Linked DNA regions of Ovis canadensis: region 2 is linked to region 1. The links are chromatin contacts, called in public Hi-C maps. All regions are on one chromosome and are shown on one strand. Each heading gives the region's core, a stretch centred on a gene start, on an enhancer-like site or on the middle of the called end of the contact. The rest is flanking DNA. Distances are from core to core; before and after follow the strand shown.

Region 1 (4,559 bases), core at 1,847-4,346:
CCAAAGCCAAGAAGTCTACAGCTAGGAATGATCCTGCACATTATTTGCTTCTGTATCCTTTTTTCAGATGACGAAATGAGACTCAGGGAAGGAGAGGATCCGTACCCAGATATCCGTGTAAGAAGTAGCTTAAAATCTAAACATAGCTCTTGTATCAAAGACCGAATCAGACTCACAGACCCCCATGTCTAAATCACTCTTATCCTGCATTAGGTCCAAACAGACTGGGAGAGGGGGTTGAGTGTTGGTGTTAATTATTGGTACCGTACCAGCTGTCCTGCCCACGAGGCATAACAAATACCACGATATATCTGGTAATTGGAGTCCATTAAGAACTAGGCTGTGTACAAATCTGACGATGGAAATGCCTGAAACAAGCATTACGTCTATCACCACCTTCCCTATAGTTTTGAGAGTGTGTGCAATCCTCAGCATAAAATCCGGTGAGGTCTTGGTTTTGCTACCCTTGGCGAGGCTCCAGGAAGAGCCCGACTCTCCAGGGAGAAACAAAATCAGCGCATCTTACTGCAGCCCTCGGAGCACCTGGCAACAACCGTGAGAGGCGCTCGCGCGAGACTTCTCACTTGCCTTTGTGCAGGGACTGCCTCTGGCGACCCTGTCAGTCTGGCCTCTTCCTTGTGCTCTCTAATCGCCTCAGTCCCTCCGGGGCTCCAGAGGTTACAGCCGGGGGCGGTGGGAAGCTCGCACAGCCCACAAGCATCTACGCGAGGCCCCTGCCAGCTGAGCACAGGGCCATCTCTCGGGCCTTCCCCGCCCGACAGTAAAGTCTGCGTGCTGGCACTTGCGCGCTCCTCCTCGCCAGTTTCACCCAGGATTTGGCTCGGTTCACCCGCAGCAGCCCAGCTCCCTGCTAAACTCCTAGACCTAAGCTCAGGGGCCTTCCCCGGGCCTTCCCGCTGTCTCCTCCTCCTTCTCCAGAGGCTACACCCTTCCTGGAAAAGGCACTCCTACGCCGCCAGGCACCGTAGCAGGGTCGGCGGGTCCCCGGGTTCCAGCCGGAGAGTCTAGGTGATGTTACCGCCCCCACCGCGCCTGACCCAGACTGAACCCCTAACATCTGCGCGGGGAAGCCTTCCCCTTCGCGGTGTAACCGGCCCTCCCTACAGCTGCGTGCCAGGTTGGTGCGTGAGTGCGTGGGAAGGCGATAACCCGGCCTTGAACCCCAGACACTAGAAAATAATTCACCGTGCCAATAATTCAACTGGATGGGAAGGTCAAAGGCGAATAGGGCAGCCCGCAGCCTCGCACACTGGAGAGGGGTGATGCAATGGGTAGGAGGGAATGGCGTGGGCCGGAGGACACCAAGTGATCACGGGGGCGGGGGAGCTCAGAGCTGCAGGTCGGCACCGAGGCGGCGCGGGCGGCGGGCAGCTAGGAGAGGAGGCCCGGGGACCCCCGCCGGGTGCTGCCCGCGCAGCCAGCGCATTCCTGGCAGTAGGCGTCACGAGCGCTGCGGGTGCTTGCGCGCCCCCTACTCTCTCCGCAAGCGCGGAATCCGCACGTAAGTGCGTGGCTTCGGGGGTTTTCTTCCACTGGCCACCACCCTCTGAGTGCTCCCAGTCTACCAGCCAAGCAGCAGGTTAGATCCTGGAGGGGCGCTCGCATCCTAGAGCCAGTTGATACCGACAAGGCGCACACATCCCCCTAACATTTAGCTACCCTGGCCGCCCCGAGAGGACTCGGGCACAGCTCCGCGGGCCAACCGCTCCCCGGACACCCGGCTACAAGCATTTTACATCCCGGGGTGACCCTTCGGGCACGGAGCTTCCTTTTCTTCCCACAGCTATTGCCCGACCCAATATCGTCCCCCCACCCCCATTCAGAAGGGGCAAAATTTTCATATATCAGGGAATCCCTCGTAAGAAGCAAAGTTAACGGAGGAACGCAGAACGGGCGCTGGCGGGCGCCGAGAGCGTGCCAGAAACGCGGGGCCCCGAGACCCTTTGCGCACCCCCTGAACGCCTGGAAACCCGCCCGAGCGCCACGCGGTCAGATGACTCTCTTACCCGAAGTGTCCCACAGGCTCAACTCTATTCTTTGTGTGTCGATTTCAAAACTGGCCGTGTAATTCTCAAACACTGTAGGGACGTAATTCTGGATAAAATGGACAGAAGTAAAGAGGGCAAAGAGGTTATCTTAAAATGCACGACAGCTGCAGAACACCCTCTGAAAATAGTCTCTTTACTCTCCCATTAAAAAACGAAGACCCCCCCCCCCCTCAAATCCACACGCACCACATCTCACACTAAACACGCAGATCCTTTCCGAAAGCCCTAAGTTCCCTCTCACCCCACCCGGATTCTCCAAAAGTGGAGGATCTGAATCTCCCAATCCCAGATTCTGCACACATGACCGAACAAGTTTCAGAAGCTAACAGGAGAATGTGCAAGCGCATCCCAACCCCTCCACGCTTCCACCCCACTTTTCCTTTCCTGGCAACTAACCGGGGCGAAAGTAATAAGCAATGAGAAAGACGGCTGAAAAAAAAAAGAAAGAAAGAAAGAGAGAGAGAACCGGGTGAAGGGTGAAAGCCAGGGAAACCCACCTCGAGACGGGGATCCCTTCCCTGCCGCCCGCCCGCAGCCCCAGCCGGCCACACTCACTTCGGGGAAGCAGTCTTTGGCGAAGACGTGGAGTAGCGCGGTTTTCCCACACTGACTGTCTCCCACCACTACTATCTTGCATTTCACGTTCTGATTAGGATCCATGATAGATTTACTGGATAATTTCTGGCTGGCTCTTCTCTCCTTCATTGATCTTGTCTTATTTTCTCTTGAAACAGGAATTTTCACTTAAGAGGAAAAAAAATATATATATATATTTCTTTCTCTATTAAAAAGCAGATATAAAAATAAACCGCAAGGGTGGTGGGAACCCCTGAGGCGCCGCGCGGACGAGGAGAGCTAGAGGAGCAGGCTCGTTACTCTCCTCCAACAAGTTTTATGCCTGACTCCAAACGGCGCTTCCCAAGTCCAATTCCGATCCGACTGCTTTGTTTCACGCTCTCTGCGCGGCTTTATACGCCCGGCCTTCCAATCCTCTTTCTCAATGAGAGAAGGAAACTGATCCGCCTCCTCCCCTTTTATGGAGCCTGGGAGACAGCGCCGTCTAGTTACTTGCAGAAAATGTAGACAGTGCGCCCTCTAGGGTGATCATGCGGGAACGATTTCCAGCCCAAAGCTCGGCGACGACTAGAGGACCCCAGTGACGCTGTGCTGAAGATTGGGACTGTACAAGTCCAGGAAGAAGTGGGGAATGGAATTGTCTGTGCATATTGATTTTTATTAGAATTTCTGGATAAACGTTTTCATGGGGGCTGCTCTACGGAAGCTTCGTGAGCATTTATGAAAACAAAAGCATTTCTTACCCAAAACATCGTTATGAAACACGGAAAGCAAATCTTGGGTGGGGAAGGGTTAAATGCTTGTATTTTCTTAGGAAATGTTTTGCATCAGGTATTTAGGCCACGGAACAATAGCTAAGCCAGGTTGTTTGAGATGCCGGAACTGGCTTGCTGGGGTCACAGCAACAGACTGGCTTTGGAAACCTCTGTTTCAGTGACTCAGGAGGAGAGGGAAAGGTTTGGAAGAGAGGGGAGGGGAGGTTTGTGAGTAGAAGAAAAAAAAAAGTGGAAGATGATCATAGCTGAGTAACAAAAGCCATTGGAAAACTCAATCCTACTACACTAGGGACCTAAGCATGCAAGGTTAGCGGTTGCCCCTGTTTCAGTGAGAAGAGGGGATAGGAGGGATTCTGACCCTGCCCTTTAATTCCTTTATAAGCAGTCTCCCCTTCCCTAAAACCAAAGCACCCTTGACTGGCCCGGAAAATGCGTATATGCTTAGCTGAAAAATGCAGGTACAACCCACCACTCCCTTTCCACTGCCTCAACATCCACCCCCACCCCCACCCCCACCTGAAAGTCTAAGAGGACTAAAAATAGCCATATATTTGTTCTCTCTTCCCTCTAAAAGTCCTTCTTTAGTCATCATTTCCTGTGCTCCAAGTGATCAGAAGGTTTCACCTATTTTTACAATTTTTTAATTGAGGTATAGCTGATTTAGAATATCATATAAATTTCAGGTGTACAACATAAAGATTCACAATTTTTGAAGATTATGCACCATTTATAGTTATTATAAAATATTGACTATCTTCCCTGTGCTGTACAATGTATTCTTGTAGCTTATTCAGTTTATACATAGTTGCTGGTATCTCTTAATGCTCTAACCCTATCTTGCTCCTCCCAATTCCCTCTTCCCCCTGGTAACCACTAGTTTGTTCTCTATATCTTTGAGTCTGTTTCTTTTGTTACATTCACCAGTTTATTTTTTAGGTTTCTTATATAAGTGATATCATACAACATTTGTCTTTCTCTCCGACTTACTTCACTTAGTACAGTGTCCTCCAAGTCCATCCATGTTGTTACAACCGACAAAATTTGCAGAGGTTTTAGCTATTAAATTGTACTAAGGACATTAGCCAAAAAAAAAGTATAGGTTTCCCGATGGACATTTCTAGATTTGTAAATGAGAGGA
Region 2 (4,156 bases), core at 517-3,016, 830 kb before region 1:
TGAGCCACCTGGGAAAGCCCCAAGATTCTTGCTGCTGCTGTTGCTAAGTCGCTCCAGTCGTGTCCAACTCTGTGCGACCCCACAGACGGCTGCCCACCAGGCTCCCCTGTCCCTGGGATTTTCCAGTTAAGAGTACTGGAGTGGGTTGCCACTGCCTTCTCCGAAGACCCTTGTTACTTGATCCTAAATCCACAATCCAACCTTATTTCCCACTCATCTTTTTCACATATCTTACATTCAAGAAGACAGAAATGACTTCTTGATTTCTGAAGGAGGGTGGGGTGGGGGGCTGGGGGTATCTTTGAATATACCCGTTCTGGGTGAGATTTAGATAATCTCACCCATCTTTTAAAATTCAAATGTTTCTCTGATTAAATGAACCCAAACCCCCACTTTCCCCTCTCCACAAAGCTCTGAATCTGTATTGTACCTCTGTGTAACTTTTAAAATTAGTTTCTACTCTTACTGTAATAGTTTTCATGTATGTTTTATGATCCCTATGGCACGATGCGTTTAAGAAATCACTGGACAGTTACCGTGAATAAATACCTCTGGCCTATGAGAATAATCTCTCCTGCTCTCATTTTGTAGTATTTGTAAGGTTACTTCCTATACTAAAACTGCTACAAAACCTACCCAAACAGAAACCGGCTTAAAAATAGATTCTAAGTATTTACGAAAATAATTTCTTTTAAAATTACCCAAAGGATGCTGGCACTGAATTTATTTCTCAAAAGGAATTTGCATAAATAAATAAAAGTATTGAGAAACATGTTTGTTTTCAGGCTACCGTCAAGGCATATTGACCTAATTTCACACCCCTTGTTTCCCTTGACATTTTTGATTCTCTAAGTACAAGAAACATTATGCCATCAATGCCATTATAATTAAACCCGCCCCTCCATTTCTTAACGAGTTCCCAAAATAATTTATTACTGTACTGCTTCTTAAGAGACTAATTTACTCACATTGGCCATTTCTGGTGGAAAGGGCAGACGAAAATTATCTTCCCTTTTGTGAAGTTATTCCTGGGAAAGCACAAAACAAAACAGGCCGGTGACGGATTAAGCTCTAACAACAGATCACTCGGGTAATGTCCACCATCGTCTACTGGGTGTCCCTTCTTCCGCGACAGGACCAAAGTCCAAGCTGTCCCCGGACCCCAGGAGACCGGGATTCGCCTCCTGCCCCCACAGGGCACAAGTCGCTGCCCACAGGAGGCCTTGCAGTTCTCAGCCCGCCCGGTGTGTCTGCGGAAGACAACTCCGACTAGATCCGGGGGAGGAAAGAGGGGCCGTCCACCAGGATGGAGTCCTGAGGCTCCAAGTAGGTATTTTAACACCGATCAAGGTTCTAAACAAGCTGTGAGCAAAGGTTCCAGCAAAGATGAAGGTTGAGGAAGCGAAAAAGATCCTAACGACAGAGTGACAGGACCGGGGACAGCGACAGGGGCCCTGTGAGTATAGGGGCAACACCCAGAGCTGTGGCCCAAAGATGGGCAGATCTGGAGGGGCTAACGCGGGCGGAAACCGTCCGTACCAGTCGCCGCCGCCACAGCCGCCTCCAGCGGTCCCAGGGCCGTAACTCTTCCCGTCTTCAAAATGGCGGCGCGACGGCAGAGGGAGTAGCGCTGACGCTGGCAGTGACCAGACTGAAGAAGTTGCTTTCGAGCGCATGGATGGGAATGATCCTCGAGCCGATGCTGCGCACGCGCACGGGAGGCCCACGTAGCACCGCCCTTTCATTGGCTAGTCCACCGCCCCCACGTACGAGGAGGAAAGGTGAGGTGTGGCTAAGGACTTGTGGGCTGGAGGTCAAGGCTCCAGAGCTGCGTTCGGCACTCATTTAATTTCGATCATTAACTCACCGATGTATTTGAAAGCCTCCTCTTGCCCCAAGACTTTATTGCTCAAAGGAGGTACAGTTTTCTGTTCTTTGTATCAATTTTTTTTTAAATTTCGAAAATAACTTTTTGAGAATAGAGCACTTTTTCCCTTTATGTGCCAGACTTTTAATAGGCGCAATAAATATATATCCCACGACGTATTTATAAGGAGTATACACTTTAAAATTTTTATTTTTAATTGAAGGATAATTGTTTTACAGTACTGTGTTGATTTCTGCCAAACATCAACATGAATCAGCCATAGGTATAACCGATGTCCCCTCCTTCTTGAACCTCCCTCCCACTTGCCTTCTCATCCCACTTCTCTAGGTTGTTACAAAGCCAAGGTTTGAGATCCCTGAGTCATATAGAAAATTCCCATTGGCTGTCTATTTTACATATGGTAATGTATGTTTCCATGTTACTGTGTCTATCCATCCCTCCCTCTCCTTCCTCCCCACCTCCCCTGAGTCCTGTCCATAAGTCTGTTCTCTGTGTCTGTGTGTCCACTGCTGTCCTGCAAATAATTTCATCAGTACCGTCTTTCTAGATTCCATATATCTGCATTAGTATATGATATTTGTTTTTCTCTTTCTGACTTCACACTGTATAATAGGCTCTGTATAATAGGTTCAACCACCTCCATTAGAACTGAAGAGTATATCATTTTAATTTGTCATTTGTATTTTACAAAGTTAACTGAAGTCCATACTTTATTCATACTGGTATTTTTTGATGGGTCATGTTGGGCAAGTTAGTCTCTTTATGCTTTTAGTATCCTCTCTTCTAAAATGGGAATAATGTAATAATAGTGTGCAACTCATAGTTCATGAATATTAAATCAGTTAATATGTAGCTAACACATCATTGGAAGGACTGATGCTGAGGCTGAAACTCCAGTACTTTGGCCACCTCATGCGAAGAGTTGACTCACTGGAAAAGACCCTGATGCTGGGAGGGGTTGGGGGCAGGAGAAGAAGGTGACGACAGAGGATGAGATGGCTGGATGGCATCACCGACTCAATGCACATGAGTTTGAGTGAACTATGGGAGTTGGTGATGGACAGGGAGGCCTGGCGTGCTGTGATTCATGGAGTCACAAAGAGTCAGACACGACTGAGCGACTGAACTGAACTAAACTGAACTGAACACATGTAGCATGCGCATGCACACACAGACACACACACACACCAGTGAGCTGAGCACACACACCCCAGTGAGCTGAGTATTTGAGTTACTTACAACTCATTCTTTTTTCATTCCTGATCATTTCACCTTCAAGTCAGCTTACTAGTCCAGGTTATATAACATGATTTTTGGTTGAATGATGATTATAAGCTTTTTGAGACTGGGAACCATATGCTATTCATTTTTGCCAGGATAGAAAATCACCTGTCAGATGGAGGTGGGAGTGAACAGCAGTATGGCAGGAGGCTGTCAGGAGTAACTTCATAGAGTAGGTGATGCTTGATCAGCATTTTGAAAGATAAGTAGTTGTTTGTATGAATGCCAAGAAAAGACATTACAGGGGTGAGGACCTTCAGTCAAAGGAAGCAGTGTGGACAGAGATACAGAATCCAAAACACTATGGGCAGTTGAGGATATCCACAAATAATCAAATGATTGAGTTGGAGGTAGACAGGGGCCAGATCATAGTCAGTCTTCAGGGAACTATTAAGGTAGATGTAATCCTGGAAGCGACGGATTACTGGGCAAATTTAAGCCATCATGGCATTATCAGATATGTGTCTTGGGAAGATCCTTGGGCTTCAGTATACAGGATAGGTTGGAAGAATGTGGAATTGGACCTGGAGCAAGTGGTTAAGAGACTATTGCTGTGCCCATGAGAAAGAACATGACACCCTGAATTAAGGGCGGGGGCAAAGTTGAGGAATCAGGACTGTGTAGCTGTCCATTGGTTGCAGACAAGGTAAAGGACACATTGAAGATGGTTCCTACATTTTTGACTTAGGATTCTTGGTGACTCGAGTTGCTTTTGCTGAGATTGGGAATCCAGGAATATGAATTTGTGGAATGTATGCTGTGTGGTGGCACTCGTATAGGGATTTTTCCATTCTTTAATTCTCATAACAATCCAGAAAAGGGACATACTATTATCCTCATGTTAAATATGAAGAAATTAAAGCACAAATGGCTTACGTATATTTCTCAAGCTGCCAGGGCTGGATTTAAATCTCAGTCTGTTAGGTTTAAAAATAGTGTTTTCTTTCCCATAGGTGTTGTCTCCTAGGAAGAAAATAGGTTTTAGGG

The links. A called contact is a pair of places that touch in the nucleus more often than the background predicts.
Region 2: a contact with region 1 is called in a Hi-C map of lung, with 8 times the contacts expected there. The contact joins the promoter of MMADHC here to the promoter of RND3 in region 1. A contact is called at or near these places in 2 of 2 Hi-C or Micro-C datasets (fibroblasts and lung).

The regions. Positions count from the first base shown.
Region 1 is chr2:164,411,841-164,416,399 of ARS-UI_OviCan_v2, reverse strand. It overlaps RND3 (Rho family GTPase 3), which reads right to left and starts at 3,096. Exons shown (of 5, transcript XM_069574421.1): 1 at 2,625-3,096; 2 at 2,028-2,115. The coding sequence starts at 2,774.
Region 2 is chr2:165,237,597-165,241,752 of ARS-UI_OviCan_v2, reverse strand. MMADHC (metabolism of cobalamin associated D) reads right to left here and starts at 1,766. Exons shown (of 8, transcript XM_069577605.1): 1 at 1,540-1,766; 2 at 969-1,028. The coding sequence starts at 977. LOC138433961 (a long non-coding RNA gene) reads left to right here and starts at 1,195. Exons shown (of 3, transcript XR_011254538.1): 1 at 1,195-1,781.